2 separate regions of the Mus musculus genome follow, and region 1 is linked to region 2. The links are chromatin contacts, called in public promoter capture Hi-C maps. All regions are on one chromosome and are shown on one strand. The core of a region is the stretch at or near the end of the contact, and the rest is flanking DNA. Distances in the headings are between cores, read along the strand shown. Region 1 overlaps 1110051M20Rik (RIKEN cDNA 1110051M20 gene). Region 2 overlaps Lrp4 (low density lipoprotein receptor-related protein 4).

Region 1 (5,674 bases), core at 2,029-4,528, 160 kb after region 2:
TCAGTGGTAGCCAGGCAGTGGTGGCGCACGCCTTTGATCCCAGCACTTGGGAGGCAGAGGCAGGCAGATTTCTGAGTTCGAGGCCAGCCTGGTCTACAAAGTGAGTTCCAGGACACCCAGGACTACACAGAGAAACCCTGTCTCGAAAAACCAAAAAAAAAAAAAAAAAAAACCAACAAAAAATAAAAATAAATAAATAAATAAAAATTTAAAATGGTTCAGTCAGAGTTGTTATTCATACTCATTTCTAAATTGGCTTGCTCAGGGTCACTTAGCTAGTTAGTGAACAGCCACAGTTTGGACCTAAGCTGGTTGACTCAGGAGCCATCACATTCAGTCAGACCCACTCAGAAGTTAGAGACAGTGGTGTTTATCCTGCCTTTAGTAAAAACCCTGGAGATTTTTGTGTGGTAGTTTAGTTTCTTTGAAACAGGATCTCATCGTATAGTCCAGGCTGGCCTTGAACTTGTGAGTCTTCAGCCTCAGCCTGCCAGTGCTGGGGTTATATTATACCACCATGCTGAGTTTTGAATTTTATCTATGTTATTTTATTTGTGTGTGCGCACACGCACGCACGCTTGCATGAGTTCATGTGTACCATGTGTGTACAAATGTGCATAAAGGCCAGAAGAGGGTATTGAATTCCCCTAGAACTGGAGTTACAACAGATTGTAAGTCACCATATGGGTGTTGGGGGCTGAATCCAGGTCCTCTGTAAGCTGAGTGAGTGCTCTTAACCACTGAGCCATCTCTCCATTTCCCAAGCTGAGCTTTCCCATTTTCCATTACCTTTAGTCTGAGTGAGGGCCATTGTAGAGAAAGTTGAGTCAGAAAGGTTTTATTTCATCTATGATTGCCTTGGTCAGTGTTCTGTTGCTGTGAAGAGACACAATGACCATAGCAACTCTTATAAAGGAAAATATTTACTCGGGAGCTTACTTATATTCAGAGGTTTAGTTCATTGTGGCAAGAAGCATGGGGCGTGCAGGGAGACATGGTGCTGGAGAGGTGGCTGAGTGGGCTACATCTGGATCCACAGGCAGCAGGAAGAGAGAGACACTAGACTTGACTTGGGCATTTGAAACCCCAAAGCCTACCCCAGTGGCACACTTCCTCCAACAAGGTCTAGTCCTGTCAAATAGCACCACTCCCTAATGACCAAATATATAAGCCTACTGGGCCATTCTTACTCAAACCACCAGAATGATATATATTAAAGTTCCATGTAAGATTTTTTTGTTTGTTTGTTTGTTTGTTTTTCGAGACAGGGTTTCTCTGTGTATCCCTGACTGTCCTGGAACTCACTCTGTAGACCAGGCTGGCCTCGAACTCAGAAATCTGCCTGCCTCTGCCTCCTGGGTGCTGGGATTAAAGGCGTGTGCCACCACGGCCGGCAAGATTTCTATTTTTAAGTGTATCCTTTAAATATATATTTTTTTTACTTTCATATTTGACATCTCTATCTTATGGGTGGAAAACTGAGGCCTAGTCAGAGGAAGTTGTACCCAGAGGAATGTTCTTCACAGAACTCAGACCAAGGCATTGCCTCTGCATCATGATGTGTCTCTGAAACAGAACAGACTTTTTCTTTTTGAAAACAAGCTGGATCGCTTCATTCTGACGGTAAAACCCCATAAAACGTCTTACACCTCCTCCTTTCCAAAGGCTGAGTGAGTCGTTTTAGATATCAGCCATCACGGACAGGAGGGCTATCTATCCTCTCACCTTCAGACACTGTGAGGAAAGGCTCAAGTTCCTTCTCCATGTTAGCTCTTGACCTGCTGAACCGTTTCTGTGTACTTGAGAGCAGGCGTGGGTTTTAGCACTCAGAAGCACATGCTTGGCTTGACTCTTGCATCTTGGTTTTGTGGTATCTATTTGAATGGGAAAACACGGTCCTCTTTAGAAGTAAAGCAAGATGGCCAGGCAGTGGTGTGGCACATCCTTTACTCCCCACACTCAGGAGGCAGAGGCAGGCAGTCTCGGTGACTTTGAGGCTAGCCTGGTCTACAGAGTGAGTTTCAGGACAGCCAGGGCTACACAGAGAAACCCTGTCTTGAAAAAAACAAACAAACAAACAGACAGGCAAACAAACAACGAAACAAACAAACCCAATACCCTTCCTTAGTCCACCCAACCTCAATAGTCCTATCTGAGGGCAGGAGACAGAGCTGTACCCAAGAGCGCGACTCAGTGTAGGGGTCGTAGGTGGCAGGTCAAGCCTCTGTTTCAAGTTCCCAGTGGTGGGTAGAGATGGTCATGATTAGTCCACAGACCTGACCAAACTGCCAGGATGTGTATATATAATCTTTTATTGAAAATGCCCACATTTCTTTACATTTGTATCTGATACCACAGTTCCTGGGCAGTTCTTGTTCATCTTAAACATTGCCACAAGATCATTGTCTTGACTGATTATTTAATAGTTTAGAACCCCACTGGCCAAACAGAAATAGGCAAGATATATTTCTCACTTGGTGTTGGGCTTGGTCATAATAAAATATAAAAATAAAGACTTTGGCTTCTTGCTCCTCTTTGAACACACTAAATAGAGCTCTGGGGAATGGTGATGTGGCAGAGGCCAGAGTTTATAATGGCTCAAGCATTATACCCCACAAGTGTTATTGGAAGCCATTGCGTCTCATTCCTTTTGTGGGGTCATCTCCCTTTCAGTAAATTAATTATTATTATTTCCCTCTATTTATAATATAAAATGAATGCTGCCAAAGAAGATAACATTTAGGAACACAGACTGTTCTTCTGTGCTTTGCTTGACAGCTACACGGCCCTTAGGATGCTGGCAGCTTTCCTGTGACTGTGGTACCAAGTGTTCCAAGGAGAGAGAAGCTGTCAGATGCCTTGCTCCCCACCCCACCCCCACCCTCTTTCTCCCTCAGTTCCCTTTCCCTCTACAGAGTAGCCCTGAGAAGTATTTACTCAGCTGCGGCCTGGTAACAAAGCCTCCATACCCTAGGGATGGGAAGGGGTGGTGTGGTCATGCCCCGAACTCTCCGTGGCCTTCCGAGCACCTCTTGGCAGAGCATGCTGGCCGAGGAGGAGTGTCTTTAGAATGAGCCTTCAGAGCGCCTGCAAAAAATGCACATAAAAACAATTGTAACTGAAAATTGAAGAGTCCACTCATGGTCTGTGGTGTTCTCTGGCCTCTGTGGCAGTTTCTATTGAAATCATGCAGCTAACCAGCTAGAGGTCATCCAGCCCTCTGGGTTTCCCGTGGCTTTGCAGTGTTTCATTATCTCTAGCCTTGATCCAGCACCAGCTCATACAGCTGACACAGGGGCGAGTCACACAGATGAGTTCAGACTAAACCCTATTGGACTGTATCCCCATACTTTGAGGGATAAAAGTCCTAGATTCAGGGCAGGCTCACTGAGAGAGGCAGAGCTCTGCCCCACGTCCTTCTGTCTGGTACCATTCTGCTGCTCTGTGGTGATGGCTCTCTGACTCTGGCCCAGGCACCATCTCCCAGGCCTCTGAGTACAGCCACATACCACCACAGCTCTGGTGAGAAAATGTGGTGGACACACATGGTGGTCTGCAAAGCGGATGTAGAAATGACTAAGCTGCCTCCACAGAGCTTCGGAGGCAGGAATTTCCACAGCAAAAAGGCAGGCCAGATGTAAAAAAAAAAGCTTTCTTCCCTTTCTTCCTTTTCCGACAAATGAGGCCAGGTTAGCTCTTGAGTACACTGAGTATCAATCATTTCTGCTAAATTGATTTTCTTGTCTAAAATAACCTTGTGTACCGGTCTCTAGGATTAGAGTAAGCTAACCAACAGGAGGAATACTCTGCACCTGGGTGCCCCTCACCTTGAGCTAGTGCTCACACTGAATCTGCTTATGGCGAAATACATTTCTGTGAGGCAACCCCTCAGCTTCCTTTGGTTTTCATGGTAAAAGTGGCCATTCATTCCTGTACAAAAGCATTCAGGGTGACTGAACTGAGCCCTCCCTCGGTGAGAAGATTCTGGGAGACCAGCAGCGTCTGCACCATGGTCCACTAGCTGTGGTTTATCGTCTATTGACAGTTGTAATGTCTACCAAATAGGACGGTTACCATTTTCAGTTCTTTGCAGCTCCTGGATTCCCTCAAATAGCCATTTCCAGAATAGTTTTTTTTTTTTTAAGACTTATTTATTTATTATATGTAAGTACACTGTAGCTGTCTTCAGACACTCCAGAACAGGGCATCAGATTTCGTTACGGATGGTTGTGAGCCGCCATGTGGTTGCTGGGATTTGTACTTGGGACCTATAGAAGAGCAGCCGGCGCTCTTAACCACTGAGCCATCTCGCCAGCCCCTCCAGAATAGTTCTTATGACTAGAGATCCTCCTCTGAATTCACACATTATCTTAATTTCTTCTTTTTTGCTGTGATAAAAATACTCTGGAAAGGGGGCTGGAGAGATGACTCGGTGGTTAAGAGCACTGGCTGCTCTTCTAGAGGATCCAGGTTCAATTCCCAGCACCCTCATAGTAGCTCACAACTGTCTGTGACTTCAGTTCCAGAGGACCTGACACCCTCACACAGATATAAATTCAGGCAAAATACCAAGGCACATAAATAAACAAAAACAAAAAAAATCAAAACCCAAAATACTCTGAAAAAGGAACTTTAAGGATAAAGGGTCATTTGGGCTCACAGTTCCAGGAGGAATTCAGTGCAACATAATGAAGCAGGTGTGGTATCAGGAGCAGGAAGCTGAGAGGGAACAGGAATTGGAACCAGGCTATAAAACGGCAAAGCCTGCCCCCAAGGACATAGTCCCTTCAGCAAGGTTCTGCCTCCCAAAGGCTCCATAACTTTTCCAAACAATGCCACTAGTTGGGAACAATGTACCCAAATCCATAAATCTATAGGGACCACACTCAGACCACAATACATGATGACCATAACTTTGTCCCTGTGAGCTTTGACTTGGGGTCACTATGTGATACATGGTTTAATTCATCCATTTCTTCCACACATACTCACTGTACTAATGTCAGAATTTAGCTGGGTGCTGTAGTTAAGTCTACATTTCAGGACTTCAAGTTTGTTTGTTTGTTTGTTTAGATTTATTATGTATACAATGTTCTCCCTGCATGTATGCCTGCATGCCAGAAGAGGGCACCAGATCTCATTACACATGATTGTGAATTACCAGGTGGTTGCTGGGAATTGAACTCAGGACCTCTGGAAGAACAGCCAGTGCTTTTAACCTCTAAGCCATCTCTCCAGCCCCCTCAAGTTTACTATTTTTTTTATTTTCTGGTTTTTTTTTTTTTTTGAGGGGGTGAGCAGGGAGATAGAGTCTCTCTATGAAACTGGCTGCCAGCTGGGTATGGTGGTGCACGCCTTTAATCTCAGCACTTGGGAGGCAGAGACAGGTGGATTTCTGAGTTCGAGGCCAGCCTGGTTTACAGAGTGAACTCCAGGACAGCCAGGACTACACAGAGAAACCCTGTCTCGAAAAAACCAAAAAAAGAAAGAAAGAAAGAAAGAGAGAGAGAGAGAGAGAGAGAGAAAAGAAAAGAAAAGAAAAGAAAAGAAAAGAAAAGAAAAGAAAAGAAAAGAAAAGAAAAGAAAAGAAAAGAAAAGAAAGAAACTGGCTGCCCTGGAACTCACCATGTAGACTGGGCAGGCCTCAAACTTACAGAGATCCATCTGCCTCCCA
Region 2 (5,576 bases), core at 2,157-4,656:
GCTGGCCTCAAACTCAGAGCTCCATCTGCTTCACTGAGTACTGGGATTAAAGGCATATGCTACCATGCCCGGCTTTGAAGTATGCTTTTTTCAAAAAAAAAATTTACTTATTTAAAATGCTTCCTCCCTCCCCCCCGTGTTTGAAGACTGAACCCAACGAGTTAAACCCAGAACCTAACGCGAGGCAACTGTTTTATCACAGAGCTGTATCACCAGTTCTGAAGAATGATGTTTTAAGTATCTCGATTGAATTGCCTGGAGACAGAGCATTTGTTCATCAGATTTTTAAAAGTGCCTGCTATGGAAGGGGTGCAACCGGCGCTAGAAACGGAGCAGTGGACAGCAATCCCTGAGCCCGTGAAGACGACGAGAGAGTGCAGTGTATATGTTAGGACACACAGGCTCTTCTTTCTCAGTCTCTTCTGCTGCCTGGCCTGTTCTATGCCCCCTCTCCCTCACACCATACTTCTCAAACAGTTGACATCTAATTGCAGGATCTTGCGAGTCATCCCCTCAAGAGGTGGCATGGAATGTATACAGGCCAGAGGCTAGGAATTTTCATTTCAAGAGACTTCAATGCAGGAGACTTGTCTATTAATTTTTAAAATTATTTCAAATTAATGATATTAATTACCTCAACTACTGGCTGCTTTAAATTAATAATAATTTTTAATTAGCTTCACTCTATGGGCTAATAAAAAAACACTAGGCAGTTCAAACTTACCTAATTAGTATATTTTATTCCATTCAAAATGCTTCATTATTTTAACCTTAGATATTTGTAGGAGCAGTTGTATCTTTATTTAGATCAGGGTCTCAATAGCTTAGGTTGGTCACCAACTCTGTAGCTGAAGTCCCAATCCTTCTGCGGTCACCTCCCGAATATGCCTATTTTATGTTTGCTTTATATGTGTTTGTTTTTAATTTGCCAACCAAGAAATAAATGAAGAGGGAGGGAGTTGGAGAGATGGCTCAGCAATTAAAAGCACTGACTGCTCTTCCAGAGGTCCTGAGTTCAAATCCCAGCAACCATATGGTGGCTCGCAACCATCTGTAATGGGACCAGATGCCCTCTTCTGGTGTGTTTGAAGGGTTTACTTATATATATTCAAAAGAAAAGAAAAGAAACAAAAGAATGAAAGAGAAAAATGAAGGAACACGGAGAGGTTGAGTAAGCCAAGGATGTTCAGCCACACACTACAGACCCAGGACGCAAGGGCATCTGGGTACAGAGTCCATATTGCCAACACTGCTCTGAGGAAGACCCACAGTGCCTGGCCCAGAGGCCTGAGAACAATCCCTGCCTGCTGCAGGAGGGACCTGGAAATTTGAGACACCTACTCACCCCTCCATGGGGTGTAGGGCAATGGCTCTGGGCTTCTCTAGGCTCTGCCATAGCAGCACCTTCCGGTGGGCCCCATCCAGATTAGCCACCTCAATCCTCGACGTCCCAGAGTCGGTCCAGTAGAGCTTGTCATGGACCCAATCCACCGCTAGGCCCCCTGGTGAGAGGAGGCAAGGGAAGAGTGTCAGCCATTCACCCTAGGTAGCTCTGCGTCCTGGAAACAAGAGCAGACTCTTACAAGACGTTGCTTCTGAGGCTAGGACCTTGTTGTAACTCTGACACACATCGTCTCTGTGAGCTTGGCACTGAGCTTCCCAGAGTGGGAAGGGAAGTCAAGCAGTTGACCGGGGTCACGCACTTCATCCACACAGAGCTGGGGATGGCCTTGAACTCTGGACGCCCTGGTGCTGTGTGTGGATGGAAATCAGTGCCTTTCATAAGTAGGCAGGTGCTGTCCTACTGAGTTGCAACTCCAGCCCTGGATGCTGCTGACTTCTTAGTCACTTAACCTGCTTGTAGGATAAGCCTGAGGCCACCAGATTAGCTATTGCTTTTTGTATGTGGAGATGGGGGTCTCGTGTATCTCAGCCCGGCTTTAAACTGAATGACCTTGAACTTTTCTGATCCTTTTGCTTCTACCTCTTCAGATGACAGGCAGGCATCATCATGTCTGGTTTATGCAGTGCTTGGGGAATCAAGCTTAGAGCTTTGTGTTCATGCTAAGCAAGCACTCTACCAATTGAGCAGCATTTTCAACTCCTCAGTTGGTTCCTATCTGAGAGTTTCACCCAAGATTTCACTGGAAGAGGCCTTCTGCTTTGTGCACTTTGGAAACACTGGCCCGGCCCCCCCTTTCCGCTGTGTTTTTTTGCACATGGCATTCCAGGCTCTCCACTCAGGGCCTTGTTTTCCTACCTGGGCTCTCTAGCCCAGTAGACACCACCTCCTCTACATTGCTGCCATTAAGGTTGGCACGGAGGATGCGGTCCAGGGTGACATCCGACCAGAAGACCAGCTCCCGCCGGTGATGAAAGTCGAGGGCAATGGCGTTCTCCAGGTTGTTCAGTAGCAGCGTGTACTCGGAGCGGTGCGGGAGCACCTGCCGGATGTCGATACGATTGGCAAACAGTAGCACAGGTTCTGGCCCTGGACACAGCATAGAAATAGGACCCACTGGGCCTCAGAGCCACAGATACCCATCAGCATGCACCCTCAGGGCCTCAGCTCATAGCTGGGGCCCTTTGCCCACTAGAGCATGTCCCAAGCTGCTGAAATTTGGACTAGAACACTAGAATCCTTTCTAACCCCAAACCCAATCGCCTTTCACTTGGCGCCCAGATTGCAATTTGCAAAAAAATCAGTCTACATCTTAGCAAATCCCTCAGCTCTAACACCTGGCTTTTGTCTGTTCCGCCCACCCAGGCAAGTGCCAACCCTCCTTACCCAGAGCTTTGCAGCTGCGCCGATCGGGCCGTAGCTCATACCCTGCTTCACACCAGCACTGGAAAGCCCCTTCAGTGTTTGTGCAGCCCTGGCTGCAGTACCCCTCCTCAGCACATTCGTTTACATCTGTGGATACCAGGCAGGGTGAGGAAGCCTGCCTACAACCATCTTCCCACACACTCCTAAGCCACCCCATTGTCTCCCTGGTCACAGCTCCATATCCCCATCCACTGCCACAGCCAGGAGGGAAACTGTGTAACCAGTGGTTCGGGCTTTGAGGTCATGGAGTCTCAGATTTCAAACTCCAACTCGGCTGCTTACTATCTGTGTGGCTTTGGGTAAATTACCTATACTCTCTGCACTTCTGTTTCCCTATCTGCAAAATGAGAGAAATGATCCCTACTTCCCAGGGTCAGTGTAACGATGAGTCAAGGTCACACCCATCTGATATGTCACCCAGCTTCCCTCCCCTCCTTCCCCCCACCCCCAACAGGCCCCAGCTCACCCTGGCACGTTCTCCCATCCTCTGTGAGCCGGTAGCCTGTGTGGCAGGTACACTGCACTGCCCCTCGCACCATCTGACACTTCTGGGCACAGCCACCGTTGTTAACATTGCAGTTCTCCTCACCCGTCCGGGGCCCTGTGACAGCCAAGCCAGAGTTGGGAGCCGAGCCCAGAATCCACCCCCGTCCAGCCAACTTGGCATTCCACCTGGACCACGAAGAACAGCTCCCAAAAACTGTGAGAGTCCCAAGGGAGGCCTCCCTTTGAACCCTAGGGGTGGGGCTCAGCCACAAACCACGGGCAGGGCCCACCCGCTAGAGACACTCACGACAGTTCTGCTGTGGACTTTCGTCACTGCTGTCACCGCAGTCGTTGATCCCGTTGCACAGCTTCCTCTGCCCAATACAGCGCCCGTTCCAACACAGGAACTGGTCAGAGGCGCACTGGGGGCTTCCTAGAAAGAGAGGGAGGAGGGGGAGAGTCAGGTCACAGGAGGGCAGGGCTTGAGTCCACAAGGGACAGGAGCCTGTCATTTTCTAGGGTAAAGTGGAGCCAGCTGAGCGTCAAGGTGGGAGGGATGGGGTCCGAGGCAGGAAACAGCTCAGACAAGGCTGGTTGAGTGTCTGAGTTTGTTTTCTCCCTGGGATTCCACGATGGATGAGTGATGGGAACAGAGTCGGAGTGTAGTCTTGTAGTCAGAACCAGGTTTAGCAGGGACTGGTGGGGTGGGCGGGGAGCAGACGCAGAGACTGCCAGTCCTTCCTGCAGAGTGGAAGTAGACACTGGGCTACTGGCTGGACAACAGCCCTTCCTCCCAAGGCCAGATTGGAAGTGAGAATTTGAGCAGCTGCAAAGACTCACAGCCTTGACTCTGTGTTCAAGAACTGTACACAGTTCCTCAGCGCATCTGGATTGTGCATGTGCATGTGTGTGTACGTATGTGATATGTTGTGTGGATGTGTGGTACACGCATGTGACTATGAATATGGGTATGTGTGCCCATACCTGTGTGTGCAGAGGCCAAGGACAATATCTGATAACTTTATCGTTCATTCTCTGTCTTATTGCCTTGAGACAAGGTTTCTCATTGAATCAGGAGCTGGCCATTTGGTGAGGCTGGTTGGTTAATGAGCTTCAGGGGTCTGACTTTCTCTTCCCCCCCCAGCGGTGGTGTTACAGGCACTCACAGCCATACCTAGCTTTTTAACTTGGGTGCTAGGGATTTGAACTTGGGTCCTTGTGCTTGCATAGCAAGTGCTATCTCCCCTGCTCCAACAGCTGGATCTGACCCTACTCACTGGGAAGGGCAGGGCAAGTCCAGGCCATTGAAAGCAATGGCAATGTTCCCTTTGCTTCTCTGCCTCCCACTCCCAACATTAGGGCAGGGCGGGGATACCGCTGGGGACTCCACCTGTGTTCTCACAGTTTTCTTCATCGCTGTTGTCCGCACAGTCATCCTCCCCATCACAGCGCCAGGACAGACGGACGCAACGGCCTGACCGACAGCGAAACTGTTCGGCTGTGCACATGGAGGTGGCTGGACAGAGCAAAGACCTAATTAATGGAAGAAAGGCTGGTCCTCCCACCCCAGCCTGAAACTCTCTGCCTCCCAAAGTACACAGGCTACTCTTCTTGATGGTGGTGTTGCAGAAGGTATCTCTTTATGAACCAGGTGACCTTTCCTCAGAGTCCCTTACTTCCGCCTACTATTTTAACTGCCATGGTGTGTCTACAAGTCTGTGGACTACTAGGCGACAGGTATCCTTTAGATATAGTGCCTCTGTGCAGCATACAACCACACAACTGTATAGCTGTTCACTATGTCTTCATGCTCTATCTGCACCCAAACCCTTCTCCTTGGCCCCCCAAGCCTTTGATGCTACCCCCAACTCACTGCAGTTGCGTTCATCAGACTGGTCATCACAGTCTGCATCACCATCACAGCGCCAGCCCGAGTTGATGCACAGGCCACTGTCACACATGAATTCCCCAGAGCGGCAGGGCTGGTGGGAGGCTGGGGAAACAAAGGTCTTCTGTCTCTAGCCAGACCGTGCACACAGCACCTCGTGGAAGAGCAGAAAGTCCCAAGTCCCATCTCCCGCCCCTCCCAACACTCCAGCTCCTCCCCAGAGGGACCGTGGATTTCAGACACTGTTTCCGCCCCAGCTGGCACCTGTGCCCTGACACTGGAGGAAGCTCCTCCTGTCTGGCTGCCCCTCCTCCCAGCTAGCCAGAGCACTCACAGCAGTCAGACTCGTCTGACCAGTCTCCACAGTCGTCATCT

The links. Capture Hi-C pulls out chosen DNA fragments and counts their contacts.
Region 1: a promoter capture Hi-C map of adipose tissue shows a contact between it and region 2. The contact joins two enhancer-like sites. A contact is called at or near these places in 6 of 39 promoter capture datasets (the C10 cell line, the SN4741 cell line, embryonic stem cells and 3 more), 4 of 15 datasets of contacts at CTCF or cohesin (the NIH/3T3 cell line, embryonic stem cells and large pre-B cells), 39 of 484 Hi-C or Micro-C datasets (B cells, the C10 cell line, the C2C12 cell line and 26 more), 23 of 115 datasets of contacts at active chromatin or transcription factors (T-cell acute lymphoblastic leukemia, VIP interneurons, bone marrow-derived dendritic cells and 16 more) and 5 of 9 other capture datasets (adipose tissue, embryonic stem cells, liver and 2 more).

The regions. Positions count from the first base shown.
Region 1 is chr2:91,310,390-91,316,063 of GRCm38.p6, reverse strand. The region is part of intron 3 of 1110051M20Rik (RIKEN cDNA 1110051M20 gene); the gene reads left to right. Among named protein-coding and RNA genes, the nearest start is that of Arfgap2, 48 kb to the right of the region's middle. Within about 2 kb of position 3,278, at least 83 of the 459 cell types and tissues checked have an H3K27ac peak or open chromatin away from gene starts, as enhancers often do. A contact at or near this core is called in the C2C12 cell line, the SN4741 cell line, adipose tissue and 1 more, where this site is marked.
Region 2 is chr2:91,474,436-91,480,011 of GRCm38.p6, reverse strand. Lrp4 (low density lipoprotein receptor-related protein 4) reads right to left here. Exons shown (of 38, transcript NM_172668.3): 6 at 5,536-5,576; 7 at 5,187-5,306; 8 at 4,704-4,829; 9 at 3,621-3,746; 10 at 3,294-3,428; 11 at 2,789-2,914; 12 at 2,261-2,491; 13 at 1,346-1,502. Among named protein-coding and RNA genes, the nearest start is that of Lrp4, 20 kb to the right of the region's middle. Within about 2 kb of position 3,406, at least 98 of the 459 cell types and tissues checked have an H3K27ac peak or open chromatin away from gene starts, as enhancers often do. A contact at or near this core is called in the C2C12 cell line, the SN4741 cell line, adipose tissue and 1 more, where this site is marked.